Linked DNA regions of Ovis aries: region 2 is linked to region 1. A link is a contact called in public Hi-C data. All regions are on one chromosome and are shown on one strand. The core of a region is the stretch at or near the end of the contact, and the rest is flanking DNA. Distances in the headings are between cores, read along the strand shown.

The links. A called contact is a pair of places that touch in the nucleus more often than the background predicts.
Region 2: a contact with region 1 is called in a Hi-C map of liver, with 2.3 times the contacts expected there. The contact joins two enhancer-like sites. A contact is called at or near these places in 4 of 16 Hi-C or Micro-C datasets (hypothalamus, liver and tail adipose tissue).

The regions. Positions count from the first base shown.
Region 1 is chr26:23,045,238-23,048,413 of ARS-UI_Ramb_v3.0, forward strand. All of the region lies in intron 5 of DLC1 (DLC1 Rho GTPase activating protein), which reads left to right. Among named protein-coding and RNA genes, the nearest start is that of TRMT9B, 170 kb to the right of the region's middle. Within about 2 kb of position 1,579, at least 3 of the 54 cell types and tissues checked have an H3K27ac peak or open chromatin away from gene starts, as enhancers often do. A contact at or near this core is called in liver, where this site is marked.
Region 2 is chr26:23,118,576-23,121,751 of ARS-UI_Ramb_v3.0, forward strand. The region is part of intron 2 of LOC121818076 (a long non-coding RNA gene); the gene reads left to right. Among named protein-coding and RNA genes, the nearest start is that of TRMT9B, 100 kb to the right of the region's middle. Within about 2 kb of position 1,631, at least 2 of the 54 cell types and tissues checked have an H3K27ac peak or open chromatin away from gene starts, as enhancers often do. A contact at or near this core is called in liver, where this site is marked.

The sequences.
Region 1 (3,176 bases), core at 329-2,828:
CTAATGAATGAGAAAGGGCTAAGATTCCCAGCTGAGAAAGCCTCTTCCTGACTGTTTGCGTTTTTCCTTGTGGAAGCCTGTGTTATTGTTAAGGATTATCATCATCAGTGATAAGTAAGTCTAGTTCTGCTGGAACTTCTTTAATTGGGTCTCAACATTTTTTTTTCACTAGCTATTTCCTCCTTGCCATCGTAATTAACAGTGGGTAGGAATAAAGTATTGTGTTTTTAGCCTATACCTACATACATGTATATGTCTGTATATATGTGTATGTACATGTATATGTATATATAAACATTTTATAGTTTCTAATAAGCAACAGTCAGCCTTCTCTAGTGTGGATACTTCTTTTTAGTTTTTATAAAAAATACATAGACTTTTTTTTTAATACATAGACTTTTAACAGAATAGTAGTGACATTATGTATGCGCGCTCAGTCATCGCAGTCGTGGCCGACTCTTTGCGACTCTATGGACTGTAGCCCACCAGGCTCCTCTGTCCACAGGGATTCTCCAGGCAAGAATACTGGAGTGGGTTACCATGCCCTCGTCCAGGGGATCTTCTTGACCCAGGGATTGAACCCACGTCTCCTGCGTTGCAGGCAGACTCTTAACACACTGAGCCACATTATAGAAGTTAAAATGTATTCTTAAGTTTGCTTTCATTGTCACATGTAATCTTCATACAACCTCACAAAGTAGCTCTAATTATTTCCTTTCCTAAGATGAGGAACCTGAGCCCTGGGAGAGAGTTAAATACCTTGCCTGAGATCACTTACTGTACATGACAAAGCTAGGATTTCAACCAGGTGTCTGTGACTGTAGATTCCAGTTGTGGACATGCATTTGGCAGGAGTTGATTCGGTTGAGGAAACAATATTTGGTGGCCAAACGGAGCCTTGCAGTTACTCCACAGTTTCTTTGTGCTGGTAGGTAGAGAGCTGTAATGTTAGGGTCCCAGGTTGACAAATGAGTGGTTTCTGCGTCCCCTCTCAGGGGCCTCGTGAATGGAGAACTCAAGCCTCTGTCTTTAATATGTGAAGAAGGAGTTTTGGATACCATTTTCTGGTCTCTGTTGACTATACTGAACGGTGCTTACTTATGTGAAAGCACTCCAAAATAATGTTTCCAAGGGAAAGTTTTCTCCCAGAGGTCATTGGAAACATTTTGAATGGCATTTTGAAAAGGCCTACCTATTAGGAAATAATGTTCTTGAGGACCAAAGGGTAAAAACAGTATTCCTTTGCTGAAGTCAAGCCAGCACACAGGGTGGGAATCAAGTCTCTCTCTTAATCTTTCATTCTTGTTTTTTATGCTGCTACTGGAGTGAGTTTCACGGTGGGAAGTAAGCTCCTTTTCCATCCACACATTCTACCTCAACCGGGTGGCCTTCTCATGTCTTCCCCTCTCTGCCCCCAGGAGGAAAATCAAAAGCTAGCTGAAGGCTGAGGTCAGTGCATAGAGTCCTCAGATGCCTTTGACGCCTCCCATCCACATTTTGTTCTCTCCCCTGCCCCACCTCTGAGTGTCCTGCGGAGAGGGCTAGAGGCTGCTTCCTGCAGCTCGACAGAAAGGCGCCTTCCTCCTCCTTGCAAGAGTCTCCAGAGGATGTCTGAGGGACAGAAGTTTTCCACACCCTGAGTTCATAGCATTTCCCAGGTTGCAGCGCTTGGGACGCCAGAGAGGAAGGGACCTGGGAGGTGAGATGGCCTGTGGCCCATGCACTCCCGCCCTGCCGTGCCTTTTGTGACACTCATTTTCACCTGCCCTCCCGAGTTTGGAGAGGCCATCAGAGACCTCTCTTTTACTGCTCTGTTTTTCCAACTGTGTGACACCAAAAAGGGATCTTGTATGATGCTTATGCGTTTGCAAAAGTCATTCCAGGGGAAATTCCAGATCTATGCAAAGGCAGCCTGGAAAAACATTGCCTCTTCCCTACTGAGGGGCAGCTGAGTTGCCTGGAAGTTCAAGGACTAGTCCAAGGTCATATGTGAGTTGACTGGAGCAGGAGACCTCTTCCTGTCCTCTTGTATAAATAAAACAGGGAAGCAACAAAATGAGGATTTTAATGTGTTTGTAGGAAAAGCATATGTTAGAAAACCAATAATGTCCTAAACTAAACAAAAATACTTGGGTCAAATTTTGACCAATGGATTGTGTGTGTTTGGGGGAGCTGAATGTCATAAGCAGTTTTGATGAAAATAATTCTTTTGCTCACCTAGGAGACAATAATACTTCTATTTCTTACACCTTTTGCTCAAGGGTCAGAAAGTCAAATTGAACCCAGGCATGTCTTGGAGGTTCTGCAGGTTTGGTTCCAGACCATAAGAATAAAGCAAGTTATACAGATTTTTTGCTTTCCTTGTGCATATAAAAGTTACATTTACATTATGATGTCATCTATTAAGTGCACAATAGCATTACATCTGAATAAAAAAAAAAAAGAAATGCAAACCTTAATTTTTTAAAAGGCTGTTGAAAAGTGGCCCAATAATAGACTTGCTTGACAGAGTTGCCACAAACCTTCCATTTGTAAAAACAGCAGTATCTGTGAGATACAGTAAAGCAGGGTCTGTCTGTAGTGTTTCCTGTTTGAGGTTAGACATAGGAGTGGCTAAAATCTGCTTATATTAACCAGTATCTGCCATGTTTTTATTTTCATCGGTCTTTGATAAGGCAGCTTGATGTTTCATTCAATTCTAGATTTCGTTTGTTTCTCTGTCAGGGTGGACTGTAATATGAGTGAATAGTTTCTGTACCATCCCTCACTATTCCCTTTATTTCTAACTTAAAGTTTTGTAGCACTACAGTTTTGCACAGTATTTTATCTTTCCTGAGCTATGACACTGTAGAACCTAGGGCGAAAGCCATGGATTGGGGAGAGGTGCTTACTGTCATAGAATAGGCTTTGCAGACACATGTGGAAGACTTGATGAGCATGTCAGTCTTGAATGGTGGAGATACGGAGGCAGGTGCTATTTTAGGTTTGTAACCAAGTATTTTTGCCTTGAAAAAGTAAGTTTAAAAGGAAGCAAGTTATATAATTTTAAACCATCTTCTTCACTTAGCGGAAAAAAAAAAAATGAGACTCGGAAAAACAAGGAACCTTAAAGTTGGTTTAAGATGGATTCCTCTCTTGAAATCATTTTCCTAATCTATTGAGTTATCATCTAAGAA
Region 2 (3,176 bases), core at 381-2,880, 73 kb after region 1:
ATCGGAGAAGGAAATTGCAACCCACTCCAGGGTTCTTGCCTGGAGAATCCCAGGGACGGGGGAGCCTGGTGGGCTGCCGTCTCTGGGGTCGCACAGAGTCGGACACGACTGAGGCGGCTTAGCAGCAGCATGCGTGTATATGTATTCTTTTTAGTTTCTTTGCCAGTGTAGGTTATTATAAGATTTGAATGTAGCTTCCTGCACTGTACAGTAAATCCTTGTTGTTTATTTTATAATATGTAGCAGTGCATGCGTGCTCAGTCACTCAGTTGTGTCTGAATCTTTGCAACACCACGGACTGCAGCCCTCCAGGCTCTGCTGTCCATGGGATTTCCCAGGCAAGGAAAATGGGTTGCCATTTCCCACTCCAGAGTAACTTTCTGACTTAAGGATCAAACCCACGTCTCCTGTGTTGGCAGATTCTTTACCACTCTGCCACCTGGGAAGCCCATTATGTAGTAGTGTGTATCTGTTAATCCCAAACTCCTAATTTATCCCTCCCCTGTCACTTTCCCCTTTGGTTACCATAGTTTTTTTTGTTGTTGTTTTTTCAAAATCTTTGAGTTGGCCTCTGTTTTGTAAATAAACTCATTTGTATCATTTTCTTTTTTTACATTCTACATGTAAGTAATATAATATGATATTTGTCTCTCTCTCTCTGACTTCACTTCAGGGGATAATCTCTAGGTCCATCCATGTTGCTGCCAGTGGCATCATTTCGTTCTTTTGTATGGCTGAATATCATTCAGTTGTATGTATGTACCACTTCTTTATCCCTTCCTCTGTCCGTGGACATTTAGCTTACTTCCATGTCTTGGCTGTTGTGAATAGTGCTGCTTTGAACATTGGGGTACATGTAACTTTTCTAGTTAATTTTCACCTTTTCCAGATATATGCCTAGTAGCAGGATCGCCGGATCATATGGTAACTATATTTTTAGTTTCGAATATTGATTTTAAGCAAGAACGTGTCTTTTCTTTCTTTCATATTTGTGTGTTTATTTGGCTGTCTCGGGTCCTAGTTGCAGCACACAAGGGCTTAATTGTCCAACGGCATGTGGTTTCGAATCTCCCCGACCAGGGACCAAATCCTCATTGCCGCTTTGGAAGGCGGACTCCCAACCACTGAACCACCAGGGAAATCCCAAGAGTATGTTTTTGATCAGATCTTTGAGTGCAGGTTCTCCCAGGCTTACCACTGACTACTGGTTCAGCCAGGGGTGATGGAGTGGTTTCTTAGGATTTTCAAGGACTGTAAGGAGATGCTCAAAGTGAGGGATTCAGCAGACACAGTGGGACAGGAAGCAGGCTCCACTTCAAGAAGCTAAGAGGCAAATCAGATGTTTGCAGAACCCAAAGAGCTGGAGGTATGGATTGAAGGTGGATATAAAGCTAAGAATCTGGGATGAAGTGGGATAAAGTGACCAGCTAGGAACGCACCCTCATCTCCCTAGGTTCCCTTTTCAGGATGTGAATTTGCCGTAAAGTGTAGGGTTTTCAGAAGAATGGATGAAGGGAAAGCAGCTCTTCCGGAACTTGGCTTGTTTTCTCTGTGATCTCCTGCTGGCTTCCCTGACCTTTGGCCACCACCCACGCCGTCATGGCTTCCACCTACCCCCATCCTAATCCAGTCAGTCGGCAGGCAAAGCTGATGACTCATGTTATTACTTAGAGTTCTATCTGGTGGAATAGAACTGGGTTCTGCAGCTGTGAAAACCTACTGGCTCCCTTGTGATACCGACTTGCCTTAACCTTATTAAAGCGTGCTGTTTCCCTGCTGTGTTCCCCAGGGCCCCCATGAAAGCTATTGGTGATTCATAGGATTTGGAAATGTGAAAAATGTCCCTGCAACAGACATGTGGGACTAACTTGTTAACGTTTCTACAGCAGTTTGTTTTGGGGAGATAAAATGTAGCCAAGGCACATGTCAGAGGTCAGAAAGGAAACAGGAGAGAAGTGATGAAGTTGTGATGATTCAGGCAAAAGGATGTTGAAGCCGAGAAATATTAGATGAAGCCTTTCGTGTATCTGATTCTTACCATGCTGGTGATGAGGTCGTGGAGGGCTGCTGAAGTCACTTCAGTTCAGTCGCTCAGTCGCTCTTTGTGACCCATGGACTGCAGCACACCAGGCCTCCCTGTCCATCACCAACTCCTGGAGCTTGCTCATGCTCATGTCCATCGAGTTGGTGATGCCATCCAACCATCTCATCCTCTGTCATCCCCTTTTCCTCCTGCCTTCAATCTTTCTCAGCATCAGGGTCTTTTCCAGTGAGTCAGCTCTTCACATCAGGTGGCCAAAGTATTGGAGCTTCAGCTTTAGCATCATTCCTTCCAGTGAATATTCAGGGCTGATTTCCTTTAGGATTGACTGGTTTGATCTCCTTGTAGTCCAAGGAGTTCTCAAGAGTCTTCTCCAGCACCACAATTCAAAAGCAGCAATTCTCCGCTGCTCAGCTTTCTTTATGATCCAAGTCTCACATCCATACATGACTACTAGAAAAACCATAGCTTTGACTATAAGGACCTTGGTTGGCAAAGTAATGTCTCTGCTTTTTAATATGCTGTCTAGGCTGGTCATAGCTTTTCTTCCAAGGAACAAGCGTCTTTTAATTTCATGGCTGCAGTCACCATCTGCAGTGATTTTGGAGCCCCAGGAAATAAAGTCTGTCATTATTTCCATTGTTTCCCCATCTACTTGCCATGAAGTGATGGGACCAGATGCCTTGATCTTTGTTTTTGGAATGTTGAATTTTAAGTCAGTTTTTTCACTCTCATCTTTCACTTTGATCAAGAGGCTCTTTAGTTCCTCTTCACTTTCTGCCATAAGGGTGGTGTCATCTGCATATCTGAGGTTATTGATATTTCTCCCAGCAATCTTGATTCCAGCTTGTGCTTCATCCAGTCTGGCATTTTGCATGATGTACTCTGCATATAAGTTAAATAAGCAGGGTGACAATATATAGCCTTGATGTACCCCTTTCCCAGTTTGGAACCAGTGTGTTGTTCCATGTCCAGTTTTAACTGTTGCTTCTTGACCCGCATACAGGTTTCTCAGAGGGCAAGTAAGGTGTTCTGGTATTCCCATCTCTTTAAGAATTTCCCACAGTTTTTTTGTGATTCACACAGTCAAAGGCTTTAGCATAGTCAATGAAGTAGATGATTTTCTGGAACTCTC